Linked DNA regions of Mus musculus: region 2 is linked to region 1. The links are chromatin contacts, called in public Micro-C maps. All regions are on one chromosome and are shown on one strand. The core of a region is the stretch at or near the end of the contact, and the rest is flanking DNA. Distances in the headings are between cores, read along the strand shown. Region 1 overlaps Cep164 (centrosomal protein 164). Region 2 holds the start of Tagln (transgelin).

Region 1 (4,846 bases), core at 709-3,208:
CTTTGGTCCATTGGCTCTGTCTGTGGGGGCCTGGGGAAGGAAGACCTTTGCCGGTCGCTCTCCAGCTAGAGGCTCTGTGCGGGGAAGCTTTACACTGAGCCTGCACTGCTTGGAGCTGTTATTATCAATGCTAGAGCTTGGCAGAATTTTAAAAAGTTACTATTGTTGTCCTATTGTCTGCCATTAGTACAGTACACTATGGCATTTACACACACACACACACACACACACACACACACACACACCTTCATTTAGTCTATGTTATAGTTCTCAGGTAGTAGTTATTTATCCCAGTGTCTTAGTCAGGGTTTCTATTCCTTCACAAAACATGATCAAGAAGCAAGTTGGGGAGGAAAGGGTTTATTCAGCTTACACTTTCCACACTGCTGTTCATCACCAAAGGAGGAAGGCAAGACTGGAATTCAAGCAGGTCAGGAGGCAGGAGCTGATGCAGAGGCCATGGAGGGGTGCTACTTACTGGCTTGCTTCCCCTCTCTTGCTCAGCTTGCTGTCTTATAGAACCCAAGACTACCAGCCCAGGGATGGCACTGCCCACAAGGGGCCCTCCCCTCATTGATCACTAGTTGAGAAAATGCCTTACAGCTGGATCTCATGGAGGCATTTCCTCAAGTGAGGCTCAGGCTCCTTTTTCTGTGATAACTCCAGCTTGTGTCAAATTGACACACAAAACCAGTCAGTACAGTTCCCATTTTATAGCTGAGTAAGCTGAGACTCTGAGGGTTAGTAGTAAACTCCAGAGTACCCTTCGAATGAGTGAGTCATATACCAAGTTTTGACCCTGTGCTTATGACCCCGTGGCCCTGGCTTCTGCTCTGGGACCTAGTTTTGCCTTGTCGAGTAACATAAGTCAGAAAGGCAACCATTTGAGGGAAAAAAAATGTAAAAAACAAAAAAGTCTTTCGGCTCAGCCCAAATTGAAAACGAAATTTTTAGAATCAAAGTAAACAGGACAGTTCTTGTCTGTCACCTGTCTCTCACCTCCAGCATGGCAACATTCCCTGCCATTGTTTGTTCTGGGGACATCCTTTTCTGGGAATGCAGGGGCACTGGTAGTGAATGTGGAGGTGGCCTGCTGGGGCTGGGGCTGCCCTTAGACCCCATCTTCTTGCTGTTCCAGCTGGCATCCCGTTGCTCAGTGGCTCTCCTCCCCCACCGGAGAACAAGCTGGGTTATGTGTCTGTAAGGTAAGTCTCTGCGCTGGGTGTGGCCTCACAGTTTAGATCTTTACTGTACCCCCCTGGGCCAATGGCACCATGGACAGATGGGAACAAACCTCATGATCCTGTTGGCCTGGAGCCCAGACAGGTCCCCAGCCCAGAGACACCTACATCTTGCCTTTTCTGAGAAACTCCACCACGGCAAGTAAACAGTCAGATCGCCGCTGCCAAGGTTCAGTGGATGTGAGGCAGGGTGTGTGGGCTCTGCAGGTGTTGCCCATCGGGGGAGAGACTGAGGTGAAGCCCAGCTCATCCCGTGGCCCCACCAGCCCTGGAGTCTGACCCGGCTTTGCCACTGAACTCTTTGATTCCTATGGCAAGCGATTATTTGGTCCTGTTATCCATTTCCTGTTCATCTCACTCTCTGGCAAATATCTTGTTCTCGCCACCTCAGCCCTAACTGTAAACCCCCACAAATTTATCTCTGCTCTCTGGGCCAGCCCGAGAGCTGCTGCTGTGTAAGTATCTGGGTGGACAGAGGGAGCTCTTTGCTGATGAGAACGGCCGAGGATGGACAGATGCGAAGGTCCAGAGTAAACTTTGCATGAGATGCTCAGGAAGGGGGTGGAGGGCAGCCAAGACCTTCCTTTTGGGGAACTGATGCCCCTCCGCATTACCAGAGAAGGCCCTTTGATTGCTGGAGGCCTTACAGAGGTGAGAGAGGGTCGCAGAGAGGCGGGGCTCCGTTCGGGCGTGCCGCCAGCTTCCTGCCTGCTCTCCTCCCTTTTCCAGTGAGCAGCTCCACTTCCTGCAGCGCTCCCACCCTCGAGTCCCCAGGACGGATGGTGTCAGCATTCAGAGCTTGATCGATTCCAACCGGAAGTGGCTGGAACATTTCCGGAACGACCCCAAGGTGTATCCTTTTAGCTGGTCCCCAAGCTTTAGTCCCTCCCGGTGATAGCAACTTGACTGGCCTGCTCTCCACCACCGGCCTCGGTGGTGTCGGAGAATACCCCTTTGGACCGTAGACCCTTTCTCTCAGCCGTCCAGTTTTCCTTCACTTTGTGACCAGACAGCTTTTCTCCTCGGCGCCCAAAGCAACAACCACATCGAACTTATCGAACCTCCTGCAGCTGGGCCTGGACGAGAACAACAGACTGAATGTGTTTCATTACTGAACCCCGTGTGGGGCGGGGCAGGGCGGCCTCCTCCTCTATTACAAGTGCCTGAGGAGCCGCCAACATTTTATTTCTCTCATCAAGCATGTCCTCCGTTGTGAACCCCACCGAGGACTTAGAGGAACCACCGGGTTAGATAGGTGGAGAGTACGGCTGTAGACGGCCACGCACGCTTCAACCATGGACTGTCCTGAGCAGAAACATGTGGACATATGCGAGCTTCTGCACCAAAGTGGCACTGAGATGTGGGCTGCTGAAGACTTCAGGGGTGTGGACACCTTAGTTAAAGCGACTGCTATGGGAGGCTTAGGGATCCTCCTTGGAGGTTGGCCCCCTGCTGAGGATGTGGTCCTTTATTCACATGGCCTCCTAGCATGGCATGCCCTGGCACTTTGGCTGTGCTGGGTCTGTGCCCCTTTCGGATACCTCAGCCCCGACAGGATCATACCCGTCCCTCTCTTTTTGCCTTTTTTTTTCTTTGTAAATGTCTTCTGACTGTCACAAGTTTGGGCTCAGCTGCCTGAGCCCGGCTGGATGTTGCTAGAGGGGCCCCGAGGGATGTTCTGTCTCCTTCCCCTCGGCTGGCACCGTGATTTCCTCACGATTCTCAGGAGCAGCCCTCTCCCCCCTTAGGGTGCTCTGTGGAGCTCTTCCTTGCCCTCAGGTTTCAAGCACCTATCTTTCCAGGAAGCCAAAAAAGCCATAGGGAAAGAGGGGAATGCCTTCTGCCCCATCTTGATATTTCTCTTCTTTAACTCGAGTGTGTCTATGAGCCCTATTTCCATCTGTCCTTCTATCTGGGCCGCCCCTAGCCCAGTCCAACTAGCAACTCTGTCCAGAGCTCAGTGGATGGAACTGATTCCAGCCTGGCACCAGCAGGGACCATCTTGGGTCAGGTGCTTCTGGCTAGTGCTTCTGGCTCAAGCCTCCTCGGCCCAACTTCCCCTCAGCGGGCTCTGCAGGAGCTGCAGGTGATGCTCTCAGCATCTGTCTCCTTGTTTAAACAAAATGCCCTCATTTTTCTTGTCTTGAGAAGCTGCGGGCTGCCTCTACCCCCGCAGCCCACAGGGTCTCACCGATTTATTGTTCGTTTCTTTGCTGTGGAATAAACCTCGAGCAGCCAGTTGGCTTTTTACCCTTTAGATATTTTTTAGTCATCGGCTGACCACACACAGATAAAGTCCGTTTTGTTACTTCTTCCACTCTGTGTGCCTTGAGAACCGCTCATGTGGTACAACCAATTCTGGTGACAATCCTGTGATTTTTTTTTTTTTTTGCACCTATTAAATCTCTGTAAGTCAATTTTCTATGAGGCAGTCCTGTGAGTGTGCTGGTCTCTTTGGAAGCCTTGTGTTCTTCTTCCCGAGGGACAGGAAGGTGGGGGTCAATGGGTCTTCAGGGAATACCTCCCTGGGTATCTGATTTAGTTATCCCAACAGGGTGGAGTTGGGGGCAGGTGTGGGCTGCTCCATTTTTATGGGTGACAGAAAAGCAAGGCTCAAAGATATCTAGGTGCCTAGCAATCCTTAGTAAAATGTAGAGCCCTCCCCAAAGCTGCCTCAGCTCTCCTCTTGCCACCAGTCCTCAGAGAGCTCACTCCCATTTATAGTCTCCTACTTCTCTGTTTTCCACTTGCAAGGCTGGAGACCCACCGAGCAATTTCCCCAAAGACTAGGTTTTTTTCTTCCCGTGTAAACGATGCCATGTCCTGCACCCCAGTCTATAGCTGGCAAGGTTAAGTGGCTTTTCTCCTGCTCCCCTGGGTGAACAGTCTCCGTACATTCCTAAGCTTGTGGCAAGGGACTAGCTCGGAGAACCAGAACCAACCCACACAGCATATTTCAGGAATCTGTATAGGAAACTCAGCCTAGTGTCCTAGCTACTTCCTAGGAAGGAACAAGGAGATGGGGGAGGCAGTGAGCCAACATCTGTTGCATGCCTCCACACGCTGTGGTTTTCTTATGCTCTTGTTTGTAATCTTAACCTTAGGGTATTTTAGAGATGAGAAAGTAAAGTCTAAGCTCAGCGAGGTCAAGGTCACAGAGCTAATAACTAGCATTTGAACTAGATGGAGTCTGTTCCTGAAACTTGAATTCCATTGCGTGCAGCCACCCCATTGTCAGCAGCTGTCTCCTCCAGGCTCACAGCACAGTCCCCGGCAACTAGTAGTTTTCTAATTGGGATAGCAAAACCTTCCTGGGCTAGGGTTGGAATTTGGGGACCGGGGACGCATTATTACAGAATTTACTTGCTTAGCATGCATATGGCCCTGGATCAGTCCACAGTGTAGCCAAAAAAAAAAAAAAAAAAAAAAAAAAAAAAAGGAAAATGGGGCTGGTTTTTGGCCAAGCATGGTGGCATGCCTATTTAATCCTAGCACCCAGGAGGCAGAGGCAGGTGGAGCTCTGAGTATGAGACTATCCTGGTCTACATAGTGAGGTTCAGGCCGGCAAGGACTACATAGTGAAACTCTGCCTCTCTCTCTCTCTC
Region 2 (4,846 bases), core at 718-3,217, 170 kb before region 1:
CCTTCTCTCCACCATGTTTTTATAGCTCTTGGGCTGGGAGAAGAGGCGGGTCTGGGTCTTTGTTTCTGAGCTTTGTTCTATGTTCCTCCATGCTACGGTTGCAATTGTTTTCTATGAACGAGTACATTCAATAAAGACAACCAGACCTGGGATTTGGGGTCTTACTGATGTGTTGGGAGGTGCAGGAGCCTCCGTGTCCCATTTATTTTGGCCTTCCCGTCTCGTTTCTGTGCGTGGCTACATTGGGAATGACCTTCCTTGATCCCACCAAGCCACCCATTGATTCTGTAAACATGTGACCCTTGCTCCAAGCATTGCTTACAGGAGCAGGATACTGAAAGTGTGTCTGTGCCCTCTCCTGATAACCCCTCCCTTCAGCAGGCACACAGCACCTGACTACCCACCACGTATGTAAACGTCAGTATCCTTTCCAGCCAGCTCTGCAGATGGGTGTCCAGGCTGTGCCATGATGCACCTCAAGTGGGCAGAGCCCTTGCAGGCCAAGGTTTTAAAGGCTGTTCAGGAATGGATGGCAAGCAGGATCTAAGAGGAGGGGGGGTTGTTGTTGTTTGGGGGGGGGGTGGTTTTGGTTTGTTTTTTTTGAGACAGGGTTTCTCTGTGTGGCCCTGGCCCTCCTGGAACCCACTCTGTAGACCAGGCTGGCCTTGAACTCAGAAATCTGCCTGCCTCTGCCTCCCGAGTGCTGGGATTAAAGGCGTGTGCCCATCGAGGAGGGAGATTTTATTTAGATTATAAAAAGGACGGGATTTGGGGAATCCTGTCTAGTGAATTCAGGACGTAATCAGTGGCTGGAAAGCAAGAGCTCTAGAGGAGCTCCAGCTTATTATGACCCTTCCTTCAGATGCCACAAGGAGGTGCTGGAGTTCTATGCACCAATAGCTTAAACCAGCCAGGCTGGCTGTAGTGGATTGAGCGTCTGAGGCTGCACCTCTCTGGCCTGCAGCCAGTTCTGGGTGAGACTGACCCTGCCTGAGGGTTCTCTCCTTCCCTCTCTCTACTCCTTTCTCCCTCTCCCTCTCCCTCTCTCTGTTTCCTGAGGTTTCCAGAATTGGGGATGGGACTCAGAGACACCACTAAAGCCTTACCTTTTAAGAAGTTGCATTCAGTGAGTGTGTGAGACATAGCACAGATAGGGGCAGAGGAGAGCTGGTTCTGTCTCCACTGTGTTTGGTCTTGGGTACTGAACTCAGACCATCAGGTGTGATAGCAGTTGTCTTTAACCCTAACCCTGAGCCTGTCTCACCTGTCCCTTCCCAAGACCACTGAAGCTAGGTGCAAGATAAGTGGGGACCCTTTCTGAGGTGGTAGGATCTTTCACGATAAGGACTATTTTGAAGGGAGGGAGGGTGACACTGTCCTAGTCCTCTTACCCTAGTGTCTCCAGCCTTGCCAGGCCTTAAACATCCGCCCATTGTCACCGCTCTAGAAGGGGCCAGGGTTGACTTGCTGCTAAACAAGGCACTCCCTAGAGAAGCACCCGCTAGAAGCATACCATACCTGTGGGCAGGATGACCCATGTTCTGCCATGCACTTGGTAGCCTTGGAAAGGCCACTTTGAACCTCAATTTTCTCAACTGTTAAATGGAGTGGTAACTGCTATCTCATAATAAAGGGGAACGTGAAAGGAAGGCGTTTGCATAGTGCCTGGTTGTGCAGCCAGGCTGCAGTCAAGACTAGTTCCCACCAACTCGATTTTAAAGCCTTGCAAGAAGGTGGCTTGTTTGTCCCTTGCAGGTTCCTTTGTCGGGCCAAACTCTAGAATGCCTCCCCCTTTCTTTCTCATTGAAGAGCAGACCCAAGTCCGGGTAACAAGGAAGGGTTTCAGGGTCCTGCCCATAAAAGGTTTTTCCCGGCCGCCCTCAGCACCGCCCCGCCCCGACCCCCGCAGCATCTCCAAAGCATGCAGAGAATGTCTCCGGCTGCCCCCGACAGACTGCTCCAACTTGGTGTCTTTCCCCAAATATGGAGCCTGTGTGGAGTGAGTGGGGCGGCCCGGGGTGGTGAGCCAAGCAGACTTCCATGGGCAGGGAGGGGCGCCAGCGGGCGGCAGAGGGGTGACATCACTGCCTAGGCGGCCTTTAAACCCCTCACCCAGCCGGCGCCCCGGCCCGTCTGCCCCAGCCCAGACACCGAAGCTACTCTCCTTCCAGTCCACAAACGACCAAGCCTTGTAAGTGCAAGTCATGGGAGCAGAAGGGCTGTGGGCTCAATTAGATCCCCTAGTCTCTTCTAGTTTGCTGGGTGGAATTGGGTCCCTAGAGACCATTCTCTGTGTTAGACAAAAAGTCTGGGTTAAAATGCCTAGGATGATTTGACTGGGGCAAAAGAATAAATGGGGTGAGAGGGAGGCTCAAATTTCAGTCACTGTCCCACCCATAGGTGTATGGGCTATGTGTTAGGCCCAAAGAGGTGACAAATGAGGCCAAGGGAACAACTCCATCTTTGGATCTCCAAGAAGGTGAGGGGCTAAGTTCTGGAAAGCAGTGACCCACTGATGGTCCCCAGGGCTAATGCAACTCGGGGGAGCCAGGAGGTAGCCCCCTCAGGCAGTGGAGGACTAAAGATCTTATTTTTTGTAGCGCTAGGGATCAAACCCCAGGGCGCTATGTGTGGCAGGCATGTGCTCCATCTACCACAGAAGTTTAATGCTTCAGACTAGCCTGGGATAGGGCCTGCTTTTTCTTTCCTTTTCTCTCTCTCTCTCTCTCTCTCTCTCTCTCTCTCTCTCTCTCTCTCTCTCTTTCTTTCCTTTTCTCTCTTTCACTCTCTCTTTCTAATTTTCTTTTTCTTTTTTTCTTTCTTTTCTTTAGACAGGGTTTCTCTGTGTAGCCCTGGCTGTTCTGGAACTCACTCTTTAGACCAGGCTGGCCTCGAACTCAGAAATCTACCTGCCTCTGCCTCCCAAGTGCTGGGATTAAAGGCGTGTGCCACCACTGCCCAGCTAAGGTTTGCTTTTTCATGGCAGCTTGGTCCAGTTTGAAAGTAGGAGGTCAGTCCACTGTAGGCAGATAGGTGACAGGTGGCAGATAGGTGACAGATAGGTGACAGGTGGAGGAGCTTTGGAACTGGGACTGGACAGCCCTGGGACCCCTGTTCCTCCCAAAGGGTCTTGGTGGTTCCCCTTGGGGCTCTCTAAAGGATGTCAGTGGGCTGTTGCCACATCTATATAAGAGGACTAGTCTTCTGGAATTTAGGTGTGATCTCTCAGGGATGCAGAAATGCTCACCCTTACTGTCATTTTATGGGCTGAGGTACCACAGGCAGATATACCCTGGTTCTGCTTGTTGTCCAGGGTCTCTGCTACATGGAGGCCCCTTTCCACAGCCTAACCTCTCTACCTGCTGACAGGAGGGCTGGATGGCCACAGGCATCCAAGCTGCGCATCATGCAGGTGTTTTGCGTTGGAGCTTTTGTCTAGAAATACCCTGGTGGGCTGCCAAACCACCACCCATATCCCTCTCTCCTCTCTGCTGCCTCTAAGATGACAGCTTGATTTTTCTTATAGTGATTTTTTTTTTTGGTTTTGTTTTTTTGTTTGTTTTAAGTTAGCATACAAAGTAATACATTTCATCATGGCATTTGGACATACATATATATTTTATTTGCTCTCCTGGCCTCTTCTCAAAGAGACTTCTCTGGACTTTCTTGTATTTTTGGTTGTGAGCCTAGCCTTTAACGGCTGAGCCATCTCTCCAGCCCTTCTTTGGACTTTCTACTTCATACTTCCCACCAGTCTGGGAAGAAGGGCACATGGAATCTTGAGAGCATGACCTGACCCAGACCTGACAGATGTCAAGGCTGCAGTGTATGCTCTTGTTGCTACGGCTTGTTCTTAGTCCTGCAGTTCAGAACTTTCTGGAGACTGAGAAGTGCATGTGAGGACACTCTCCTCCCATCTTTTCCTCTAGTGGCTAGTGATGTTTGGTTTTTTGTTTTGAGACAGGGTTTCTCTGTATAGCCCTAGCTATCCTGGAACTCACTTTGTAGATCAGGCTGGCCTCCAACTCAGAAATCTGCCTGCCTCTGCCTCCCGAGTGCTGGGACTAAAGGCGTGCGCCACCACTGTCCAGTCAGGAGTAGAAGGAAACTGTAAGGTGCTTGAGACAGGCTGAGTAGAGGCTAGGAGGAAGGGGCTCCGCAGTCACCGGCTCCATGACTCTGTGACTTTTGTGGTTCCTTGTCGCAGCGGTTCCTGGTGGTGGTGGTGGTCGGGGGTTGGGGGGAGGGGGCAGGCCACACAGTGGGGTGTGGGAGGGAATAGCTGTTGACAACTTCCCAACAGAAACCAGGCTTTTGAGTCCTCCAGGGTAGCTTGAGAGGGTACTCAGAAAGCCGTGTCCATGTCCCCTTTCCTTCACCTCAGGGAAGTAAGTTGCCTATAGGGTTGTCATTTCAATGAGGTCTTCTGGTTATTCTGTTTTTCTCTCAATGTTGGTGTTGGGCTCAGGGAATGCTTTGGAGAAGGTGGTGGGAACTGGAGAAGGGAAGATCAGTTTACTGTGTAAACTCACTGGTTAAAGTACCCCCTCCCTTCCACCCTGCAATACACACACACACACACACACACACACACACACACACACACACCCCATCTCGAAGAGCTCTATTAAGCTCCAGGTGCACTGTAGTTCACAGACTGCATCTTCCAGGTTTGCTCCCACTTCACAAGCAGAGAACTCATAACTGAAGGGGGTGACAGCACAGGGGAAGGGAAAGCAAGATGTTTAGAGTCTGACAGCTGGCCCGGGACCAGAGCCATGTGGTAATGTTTGCTCCACTCCCTACCACCTCCACGGCTGTGATGTGGAGAAGGTCCCCGCTTTCA

What was found. A called contact is a pair of places that touch in the nucleus more often than the background predicts.
Region 2: a Micro-C map of embryonic stem cells shows a contact between it and region 1, with 1.7 times the contacts expected there. The contact joins the promoter of Tagln here to the enhancer-like site in region 1. A contact is called at or near these places in 2 of 39 promoter capture datasets (the C10 cell line and stem cell-derived epiblast-like cells), 1 of 15 datasets of contacts at CTCF or cohesin (pro-B cells), 6 of 484 Hi-C or Micro-C datasets (the G1E-ER4 cell line, embryonic stem cells and hematopoietic stem and progenitor cells) and 4 of 9 other capture datasets (adipose tissue, embryonic stem cells, liver and 1 more).

What each region holds. Positions count from the first base shown.
Region 1 is chr9:45,765,768-45,770,613 of GRCm38.p6, reverse strand. Cep164 (centrosomal protein 164) reads left to right here. Exons shown (of 30, transcript NM_001081373.3): 28 at 1,139-1,205; 29 at 1,971-2,093; 30 at 2,251-3,668. The coding sequence ends at 2,356. Among named protein-coding and RNA genes, the nearest start is that of Cep164, 60 kb to the left of the region's middle. Within about 2 kb of position 1,958, at least 19 of the 459 cell types and tissues checked have an H3K27ac peak or open chromatin away from gene starts, as enhancers often do. A contact at or near this core is called in embryonic stem cells, where this site is marked.
Region 2 is chr9:45,933,179-45,938,024 of GRCm38.p6, reverse strand. It overlaps Tagln (transgelin), which reads left to right and starts at 1,967. Exons shown (of 5, transcript NM_011526.5): 1 at 1,967-2,191. It overlaps Sidt2 (SID1 transmembrane family, member 2), which reads left to right. Exons shown (of 26, transcript NM_172257.4): 26 at 1-168.